Regions from separate parts of the Muntiacus reevesi genome. Here region 2 is linked to region 1. A link is a contact called in public Hi-C data. All regions are on one chromosome and are shown on one strand. Each heading gives the region's core, a stretch centred on a gene start, on an enhancer-like site or on the middle of the called end of the contact. The rest is flanking DNA. Distances are from core to core; before and after follow the strand shown.

What was found. Hi-C and Micro-C count contacts between places; a contact is called where the count stands out from the background.
Region 2: a Hi-C map of blood shows a contact between it and region 1, with 4 times the contacts expected there. The contact joins the promoter of BMI1 here to the promoter of DNAJC1 in region 1. A contact is called at or near these places in 2 of 3 Hi-C or Micro-C datasets (blood and muscle).

The regions. Positions count from the first base shown.
Region 1 is chr2:22,758,084-22,763,090 of mMunRee1.1, reverse strand. It overlaps DNAJC1 (DnaJ heat shock protein family (Hsp40) member C1), which reads left to right and starts at 2,299. Exons shown (of 12, transcript XM_065921080.1): 1 at 2,299-2,816. The coding sequence starts at 2,613.
Region 2 is chr2:23,011,415-23,016,580 of mMunRee1.1, reverse strand. BMI1 (BMI1 proto-oncogene, polycomb ring finger) reads right to left here and starts at 1,353. Exons shown (of 10, transcript XM_065921081.1): 1 at 1,149-1,353. COMMD3 (COMM domain containing 3) reads right to left here. Exons shown (of 8, transcript XM_065921085.1): 2 at 4,922-5,033; 3 at 4,748-4,811; 4 at 4,624-4,658; 5 at 4,196-4,256; 6 at 4,050-4,106; 7 at 3,898-3,957; 8 at 2,625-2,993. The coding sequence ends at 2,934.

The DNA.
Region 1 (5,007 bases), core at 1,050-3,549:
TAGGGGGAGAAATGAAGGTGGGGAGGTATTCACAGGATTCAATTCAACTAAATGAATGCTAGCATGCGTTATGTATTGTGCTCAGCACTGGGGATAAACAGAAAAGGTGATATCCCTTGCTATGGACTGAATGTTTGTGTCCTACCCAAATTCCTATGTTGATGTCCTAATTCCCTATGTGATGGTATTTGGAGGTGCAATCTTTGGGAGGTAATTAGGTTTAGATGAGGTCATGATGGTGGAGCCCAAGTTGTGAGGTTCAGTTTAGTTCAGCTGCTCAGACATGTCCAACTCTTTGTGACCCCATGGACTGCAGCACGCCAGGCCTCCCTGACCATCACCAACTCCCGAAGCTTGCTCAAACTCATGTCCATCGAGTCGGTGATGCCATCCGACCATTTCATCCTCTGTCGTCCCCTCTCCTTCTGCCTTCAGTCTTTCCCAGAATCAGGGTCTTTTCTGATGAGTCAGTTCTTTGCATCAGGTGGCCAAAGTACTGGAGTTTCAGCTTCAGCATCAGTTCTTCCAATGAATATTCAGGACTGATTTCCTTTAGGATGGACTAGTTGTATCTCCTTGCAGTCCAAGGGATTCTCAAGAGTCTTTTCTCCAACACCACAGTTCAAAAGCATCAGTTCTTCAGTGCTCAGCTTTCTTTAGAGTCCAACTCTCACATGCATACGTGACTATTGGAAAAACCATAGCTTTGACTAGACAGACCTTTGTTGGCAAAGTAACGTTTCTGCTTTTTAATATGCTGTCTAGGTTGGTCATAGCTTTTCTTTCAAGGAGCAAGCGACTTTTAATTTCATGGCTGCAGTCACCATCTGCAGTGATTTTGGATCCCAAGAAAATAAAGTTTCTCACTGTTTCCATTGTTTCCCCATCTATTTGCCATGAAGTGATGGTACTGCATGCCATGATCTTCATTTTCTGAATGTTGAGGTTTAAGCCAACTTTTTCACTCTCTTCTTTCACTTTCATGAAGAGGCTCTTTAGTTCTTCGCTTTCTGCGTAAGAGGAAACACTAGATCTCTATCCCCCTTCCCCACACTGCCACCATGTGAAGGTACAACAAGAAAGAAGCCCTCTGAAACCTGGAAGAGGGTTCTCACCAGAACTTGACCATGCTGACACCCAGTTTGTGGTATATTGTTACAGCAGCCCTTGAAGACTAAGATACCCCTGTTCTTGTATCTTTGAAAGTAAAGCCTCACAATGAATTCAAAATAGGATTAATTCAAGCATTATATTGTATTATTTTTAAGCATTCATAGCTATTTAAAAATACTTTTTAAACTCTACAGTAATGGAAGGATTTAAGTAAGATTTACCTACTGGATACTGTTCTACTAACCTTTGTCAAACACAACACTTTTTACTATGAGAGTATTATTATAATCCTATTGAGCTTAATTCAACTGTTGGGATCCAAAATGGGAAAAAGGAGATCAAACTCTCAAAACTGCTGAAGCATCCTTAGTTATACAAGCATGTATTTATTCCCTTCTACTTCCTCAGCAAGAGTAGGGAGTCAGGGAGGAGAAATGTGAGAAAGCTAAGAAGAAAATAAGCTTCACAAAAAAGAAAGCAATAGTGATGAGGGGAAAAAAGAATAGGAAGTGAGACACTTGTGGGAAAGAGAGAACGCGTTTTTAGCTTAAATGTCTTTAAAAATAGACGTCAATTGGGAAAGGAGCACCAATTGTAAATGGGCTAACGGCGATAAGCTGCACTTACCGCTATGATTCTGAATGTCTGTCATGCTTATTACTTTCTACCTGGTTGCCTCTTTTATGGTATTATGCCTGTAAATATTATTTCATTATTGGAAGTACACTTTTTGTCTTGGTTCAAATTTTATTTCTTCTTCACCTCTCTTAAAAGGAAACTTTAGACTGCTCACTAGATTTGCCCCTTTCAAGCCCTGGGTTCAATTCCTCCTGTATTTTGGGGGATGGAATAATGAAATGTATGAAACAGAGGCTGTAATCAATAACTCAGTTTTCAAATATGCTTTTAGTTTTCAATATCTGGGGGAGGACAAGGAGGTAGCTGTTTCACGGATACTTAGGACGTTCCAGATAGATGCGCGATGTCTGTAACTGTCCACGTCTCTTAATCTGTGCCAACATCCGTATGGCTCCGCGGAGCACGCCAGCGACTGAGAAGCAGTCTGCTGAGGCCCAGGTCTGGGGCGCCGGCACCCCTACTTCCGGCCCCGCCTCCTCTCTGCGGTTGCTAGGAGACGTGATGTCACCGGAAGCAAGGCCTGGGATAGGCTGAGGCGAGGGGAAGCCTCTCCCCCCTCGCCGCGCTACCTAAGCGCCCGGCGCTGGCTCGCCAGCTGTTTGTAGGCCTGGGTAAAGGGTGAGGGTCCGCGGAGGTTAGGGCCGCCCGCGGCTCTGTCCGCGCTCTCACTAGACGAAGCGCTCGTCGTCTTCCGCCGCCCCTGCCTTCTGGCCAGGACCGGCCGCTGGGCGGGAGACTCCAGGGCGGCTGCCCGTGCTTCTGACTGACAAGCAGTGTTCCCACAGTCCGCGCTGCCCGCCACGTCCCCAGGTCTCGGCCGACGGCTCTGCGCGGCGGCTGACCTCTCCGAGCCCGGCGCGATGACAGCGCCCTGCTCCCGGCTGGCCCGGCTTCTTCCGCGCCGCCGGCCGGGACTCGTGCGGTTCCCGCCGCCGCTGCTGTTGCTGCTGCTGCTGCTGGCGGCCGCGGGGCCGGCGCGCGGATGGGAGAGCGGAGACCTGGAGTTATTTGACTTGGTGGAGGAGGTGCAGCTCAACTTCTACCAGTTCCTCGGGGTGCAGCAGGTAAGCGGGGCCGCCCGCTCGCTCGAAGGCTGCACCTCCTGGGCAGAACGTGTGGGTTGGGGCGGAAAGGAGGGGGTGGGGCGGGCTCTGACCGGGTTTTCTCCGAGGGAGCCGGGCTTGCGGGGCAAGACTTGGTCGTCCTGGACTCGGCTCCCGTTCTCTGTCCTATTGACCACGATCTTCTATCCTGGCGCAGAGGGAATGGCCCGCCTTCCCCAGTCCTTCACCGCCCGGCTCCTCTTCTCAAGTTCCGGTCTCTGTGACAGTCTGGACGGTGCCACCAGCCTGGGGTGGGGATCCCTTCTCTTCCCTCTGCCATTCTGGGGGAGATCCTTGCACCCTGCTGTGCTGAAGGAAGGAGGAGTGGTGGGGGTAGATCTTTTACTCCTAAACCCTTTCTCTTCCTGCCCCTCTGATTGTGGGGAAGGTGGTCGTGTCTCCCTCTAAATTTTCACCTTCCCAGTTACCACTTATCCTTTTAAGAGCCTCCTTTCCTGTCTTTCCGGAAAGGTAGGAATGCCTTTTGGTTGGCGTCTGGGTTGCAGAAGTTTTTCTCGCACTGTACTTTGTAATGTGTGTAGCCTGTTGGATTAAGCATTCGTAGCCCCGTTTAGAAATCTGCAGGAACTTGAAGCCTCTGCTGTGTTGTTCGGGAAGTCAGAGAAGGAGCCATCAAGTGCTGGGGCAGTAGAGGCACTTGGGGTGCTCCAGGAAGAGGAGCTCAGCCAGTAGCACAAGATCGTTTTCTTTTTCTTTTCGTTTCGTTTTCTTTCCTTCTTCAGCTCTAGACTTTAACTTGTCCTCTTTTTTTTTTCTGATTGCTTTCACTCTGAGAGTGCTGAATGACTCATACTGAGAAGATGCCATTTCACTGGTTTAACGATTATGCGGTGAAAGAATTTCAGACCTTCTGATTGAGCCCTTCATAAAAATGCTTTGAATAGTTAGGGGGCAAAAAGGTATTAATGTTTACCCACAACTGTTATTCAGGGCACGCTTGGTGTTACCAGAGGTGAAATGGACATTTCGCCCCAACAGGCTATCATAAATGTGTGTGAACTGTTCAGCTTACCACAAAATGGAAATTTACTTTTCAATTAAGTGTAAGTGAATATAAAAATGCTGTTACCACGGCACCATGACTTTAACGAATTTCAATTTTGTAAGAGTTATGAAGTAGTTTAAACATTTCACACTTAAAATTTTTACATGCATACAATTTCGTGTTGTCTGTATTCATTATCTTCACCTGGTGCCACTTACTGCTAGTAGAGACAGTATACCTTATTTCAAAGTAAATAGTGATGCAGTATGTGTAAGAATCATTAGTGAAATAAACTCTGAAGACTCTTAAGAATGCCTTTAATACTGAGAATATTTTTTATTAGAATTTACCAAAATTGATTAAATTCTGTAGCTAGAGTCTTACACATAACCTATCCAAAGATTTTGAAAGATATTTTCCAGTTACTCAAGGAAACCTTTTAAGAGCTGCTTTAAGAGGACACAAACTTAGTAGCAGTGGTTTAAATTTTAGATTCTGTGATCTAGCTTGCATGTGAAGTCTCATAGAATTTTCATTTATAAATTCATGCAGTTAAAGTTGCAGAGTTAATTAGGTAATGTGGACAACCAGAGCATTTAACTGTATGGGCAAAAATGGGAAAATAAAGAAGCACAGGTAATTGAGAAGATTCCGTGTGGAGGTAGAAGTTGAATAGAAGGATCCGGAAAATTGTTTTCATCATCTGTGTTTCTCTACGCAGTTGCTTTGAAATTGGAAAGAATGCAGAAGAAACTTTATTTTACCTAAGCAAAGAACCTGATTGGAACACGTTCTTTACATTTACTCTTAATTTTCTCGGAAGACTTTTAGGAGACCAAAAATTTGGTAGAGACAGATGCAGCCTGTCTTAGGTCCATAATGTGTAATTTTCAGGCCAGAGACAGCCAGTCTCTCTTGACTAGCCAGATGTGAGGCACCAGAGCTAAGTAGGTAGGTTACTCAGATGTGGTGACCAGGCTCTACGCATTTAATCAATTTGGTTGTCACTCATTCAACAGAGATTTAGTTCATGTCTAATAAATTTTAAGCACTGGGAATTGGCCAGTATATAAAATAAAACCCCTGAACTCAAACGAAACTTACATTTTGGTAGGGGGAAACAGATAATAGACAACCAAACAAGTA
Region 2 (5,166 bases), core at 104-2,603, 250 kb before region 1:
ACTGCATAAACATATGCCTTCAACTTTTTAGTGCTCCTTTCTCCAAAGCATCTCTTCACCACATGACCTATGCTGACATTTAGTAAAACCTATAAAACGTTGTAGACTTAAGTCATGGTTCTAAGTGCATCCCATACTAGAGGTGGAAAAAAGAAAAAAAACCAAAAAACAAAACTGTATTCTCTGAGACGGGGAAAAAAAGAAAAAGAGGAAAAAGAGAGGAAACCTCTTGCAAGACTAACGTCCACTCACCATCATCACTCCAAAAAAAGCTCCAAATTTGAAATGCCCACTTCCCATTGAGCACCTCCCAAGTAATATTTGAAGAACTTATCCGATACTCTCAACAAATAACACCTTGAAAACTTTACCATTTTAAACACAAACGCAGGAGACCTTGGAAACAACTGGGAACCGCCATCTTACAAGCCATCTAAATTCACCCAAGTGTCCCTCCAACTTAAGTTAATAACATTTTTGTTCGGGCTCCTTTCAGCCTAACATCCACCTTGGCGGGATCGCGGCCCCCCAAGCAACCCGTCCCTATAAAATGGGGGCGTTCTCTGACTGTTTAAACCCCTCCAAAGCCCTTTCTTCGGGATAGGAGGGAAGCCACTTGACCCAAGCAGCTCCCGATTTCAGGCACCCGTCCCCGTTTCATCAAAATCTACCTCTCAACAAAGGGCGCCGTGGCCGGGAGAGCCGCAGAGGCTGCAAATAGAAGTATTCTTCTCGGGGGCCATGTGCGTCGCGAGGGTGTAGAGGGGCGCTCGGGGGAGAAAGGAACTAAAACGTGGGGCCGCGCGCGGCGCGTCCGGGCTGGAGCGGGCGGCGGCTGGAGCGGCGCCGAGGCCGGCTGGCGGCGGCGGCGCGGCGCGGGCTGCGGGTCGGTCCCGGCGCCGCGGGAGTCGGCGGGCGGCGGCGGGCGCGCGCTCGCGGGCGCGGGCGGCGCGCGGGGCCGGGCGGCGCGCGGGGCCGGCGGGCGGCGGCGCGGGGCTCGGCGCCCACGCTGTCAGCGCCCTCCCGGCCGGCGCGGGCGAGGCGCTTTTGGGGGGGGCCGTTCCCCGTCCACCCGCGGCCGGCCTGAGTCCCGCGCGGCCCCCGCCGCCCCCAGGCCCCGTCCCGGAGGCGCCTCGCCTCCTACGTACCCGGAAAAAGCAGCCGGCGAGAGGCGATCGAAGCGGGCGGAAAAGACAATGAAAGTTAAAAGTCGTTCAGCAGAAAATGAATGTGAGCCAAGCGGCCATCTTGAAGCGAGCTGCAGACGCCGCTGTCAATGGGCAACGAGCGCAGCCGAGAGGAGCGGCGGCCGCCGCGCTCGGCTCATGCTGCCTCCCGAGCCCGGCCTCCTCCTCCTCCTCCTCCGCCTCGGCCTCCTCCTCCTCCGCGGCCTCCTCCTCCTCCTCCTCGGCCTCCAACGCCTCCTCCTCCTGGGCCTCCTCCTCCTCCTCCTCGGCCGCCGCCGCCGCCGCCTCCTCCCGCTCCGCACTCGGGGGAGGGAGCGCGCGGAGGGGGCGCGATCAGTATTATTCTGCGGGGCTGGGAGGTGTTTCTAATCCGGATCGGGGCTCCCTCGCCAACATCCCCATTGTCTCGCCCGATCTCTGCCTTTAATACTACGATTATTATTTCATAGTTGCCGTTGGGAGGGAGGAGGGCGGGTGGGGGGCGCCGTGTGTGTGCGTGCGGAGAGGCGGGGGGAGGGGAGGAAGGCTGAGGACGGGGGAGGGGAGGGTGGAAAAAAAAATGCACCGCTGAAGGCAGAGTGGAAACTGACACCGGCTCCAAAATGGCTCAGAGTCCGCCCGCCCCCTCCCCCCGCCGCCCCCCCACCGGGTCACGTGCTCCCCTCATTCCTTAAGGGCGGCCTGGGAATTAGTGTCGGTGTAGTCGGGCCCGCGGCCGCCCCCTCCCCTCGGAGCAGCGCGACCCGGCCCCCTCCTCCTCTTCGCTCGGCGCGGCGGCGGCGCTGGCGCGGCTGCGGAGACATTTCTCCACAGCGCCACACGCGCCACCCTGCTCACGGCGCGGGCATCGCTCCGGCCCCGCACGCAGCTCAGCCCACCCCAACCCCCGTTATTTCTTTCTTTCCGCCGTCCGTCTCCACCCGCGGCACACATGTCCGCGAGGAGACCGCCGGCCGACACCCCCCGCTCGGCCCCACGGGCTGCGGCCCAGACTCCGGCACCACGGCGCGGAACCTGCGCCCGAGTTGGGCTCGCGGAAACAACAGCGCCCGCCCCAGTCTTCCCGCGGCCGCGCCGGCCCCCTTTCCCGCCCGCCAGTGGCCGAGGCGGGGCGCGCGCGGACAGCCGGCCGCTCCGGGCAGGGGCTCCGCGCGGGGCCGGCCCTCCCGGGCCTCCGGAGCTCCGCGGGCGAGGGTCGGGCTGCGGGCGAGCCCTCGGGCGCAGTTAACGGAACGGACGGGCTCCCGCCGCTGGGCGACCGCGCCCGCTCCCCACGTCCCGAAGCTGGGGTCTTCAAGCAACCCCGGAGATCGCATCCTTCCAGAGTGTTTAACTTTAATCCTGAGGAGAGGAGATCGTTAAAAGTTAACGCCAATCGTGTCTATGTCTTCAAAGTAATAATTAACAAACTCAAATCCAGACAAACTCTCACCACTCTTTTGTGAGAACAACTTATTTATTCAGAATGTAATACTGTCTACTTCCTTTTGGAAGACGTGGAAAAGATCAAATGGGATCAAGTGTACGGATAATACTAAAGATTCAAATACTTAGGCAGAAATTCCCTCTTAACCCTTCCAGAGGTGTAAAAAAATAAAGTGTCAAAACTTATGAGTGACAGAAACCCAAAAGAAAAAAATCTGTTCTGAAAAGGAAGACATCCAGCTTGCAGAAATGATGGTTCAGCGGACGGCAAGACGTTCCTGGTCTTCCTCTAGATCCGGGCAGATCGTTAACTTTCCCAAGTTACAACTGAGTTGCTCTTTCCAGGCTTTTCGAAGCATCTTTAAGTTTTCCTACTAAGTCCTGAAAGATGTATACCATGGCTCGTTTTTAGGATAAAACGCAAGAGAGAAGTATCCAAGCTTGAGAAAGATGCAAGAAAAAAGTCGGGAGACACTTTCTAAACAATTTTAAACTCAAGATTTTAAACCTTTGACAAACCACTATCAAAGTAAAGTTTTCCTCTAAAATGTCTCATCTTCAAAATGCTTGCCCTCAGATGTGAAATATAGTTTCTAACTGAATCTTCTGAACACTCAAGGTTTACCAAAATTAAATTTCTCCAGTTATCTAACAAGGATAATGCTGTATTCACATCTTTTGAAAGTTTAAAGTTCAATTAATGGTTACATTAAAACGACTCTGCAGGAGATTCCACTGGAAAAAATCAATTTCATCAAAATTTGAAGTGATGTCCTTAATTTTTTTTTAAGTGCTAAGAAATAAATTCGTTGTCATGTCCATTAATCAATGTAATTTTGAATTTCCCCAGTGTCTTACACAGGCAATATGAACAGTTTCAGAATTTTTTTAACTTGCCCCTTTATAAAAAGTCATTTAAAACCACTGTTTAAAAATCACGTTTTCAAAGTTTCTGAAAGCAAAGAGAACATTTTTCAAAGCCAAGCTTTCTTTTCCTTTGTCCTACTGGCTCAAACACATCACAAATAGAATTTACCACTCAACACTACAAGTTTATTTTAATTGAAGGGAACAGCAAACCAGACCAGTTCTCTATTAGTTAACATCTTAATTTCAAAAGCCTATTTTAAAATATTTCTTTTGAAACCCCCTTCCCAATAATTCTTTAACCAACCTTCATTGTCTACTGACAGATGGTTAATTTTCTTTTGAACTTTCCATGGGCATAATTCACAATTAAAAATCTATAAGAAGATAGGCATATTCACAGATCCTAATACTGTACCTGTAATTGTTCCATGCTGCAACTAAAACTAATCTCTGGGTGGGATCGGGAGTCAGTATTCTAGGGAAGAAAAAAATGCTGTTTATTTAAATCAAGGAAATTGAAAATTTCATTATACATTTAATTTTTAGACAGGGCTTCTGTATAAATACCTCTACATTTAAGGTCACCAAATATGCAGGTCTGTACATCTTATCAAGTTGATTGGTCTAAAACAACATAACACAGAGATTTCAGTCTTCAGCTCTTTTTTTTTTAATTCCCTAAATTGCCCTAGAGAACATTTGTTAAACTTTACCTTTATCTGATATTCCAAACGCCAAGAAACATCAGTTATATGAGGGAGAGATCTGCCTATACTGAAAGATATAATGACAGTTTTGTACATAATAGCTACAGAAAAACTTTCAGTATTTGTCCTTTACCAACAATGGTGTCTACCACCTCCTGCACCATACACACACACAATTTTAATCCATTCTGAAATTAAAATACTGTTAAACTTTATTTCAAGTTCTGAATAGTAAAAGAGCATTTTAAAAATTATCTCAATAAACTTTATGTTTAAAAACATTAGCTTAACTTCAATTGTTTCACTTGCCCTTTGGCCCCTTTTCTTTTGGTCTAGATCCCCGTTTTTTTGTTCTGTTTTGTTTCACACCAGCACTCTCCATTCATACCTGCAAGTGAAAAGTGGCTCAGCTTGACACCTTATACAGTACCTACCTTCCCAGTAGGATTTCTAGGGAATTCCTATTATTCTGGTAAGAAAAAAAGAAAAAGAAAACATGTCTTTGCAAACAGAGTAGAAGAAAAATAGTAATTGTTAAGTTTTAAAAATTTAAGTAACCTGATATTCTGTCCAAAACAATTCTATTCTCTCGCTGTCAAATTTACAGTCTTCTAGATAAGTGCTAAAAAAAAAAAAAAAAAAAGCCAAAGTTTAGTCTCCATTTTAAAAACTGAAATTTGAATCATAAAGGCACTATTTTAAAACAAATGGATATTTAAATAAGTCCTGTACCTTAGAGTTGATTTGTCAGCTCTTTGCTTTCCAGCCTCCAGTATGTAAGTTGCAGCTGCTGCATGACAATGTTTTAAAACCACTGGGTCGATATGTTTCAAGTCTGGGTGATCTACAATAAAAGTAATTGCCAGTGATGCCTGTAATAATAAATTCTTTATAGTCCTGTTTCTAAAAAGGTATTTTCATTTGGTGAAGAACTCTCTTTAACAAGATAATAAGAAGAATTCAACTATAAGGACTAG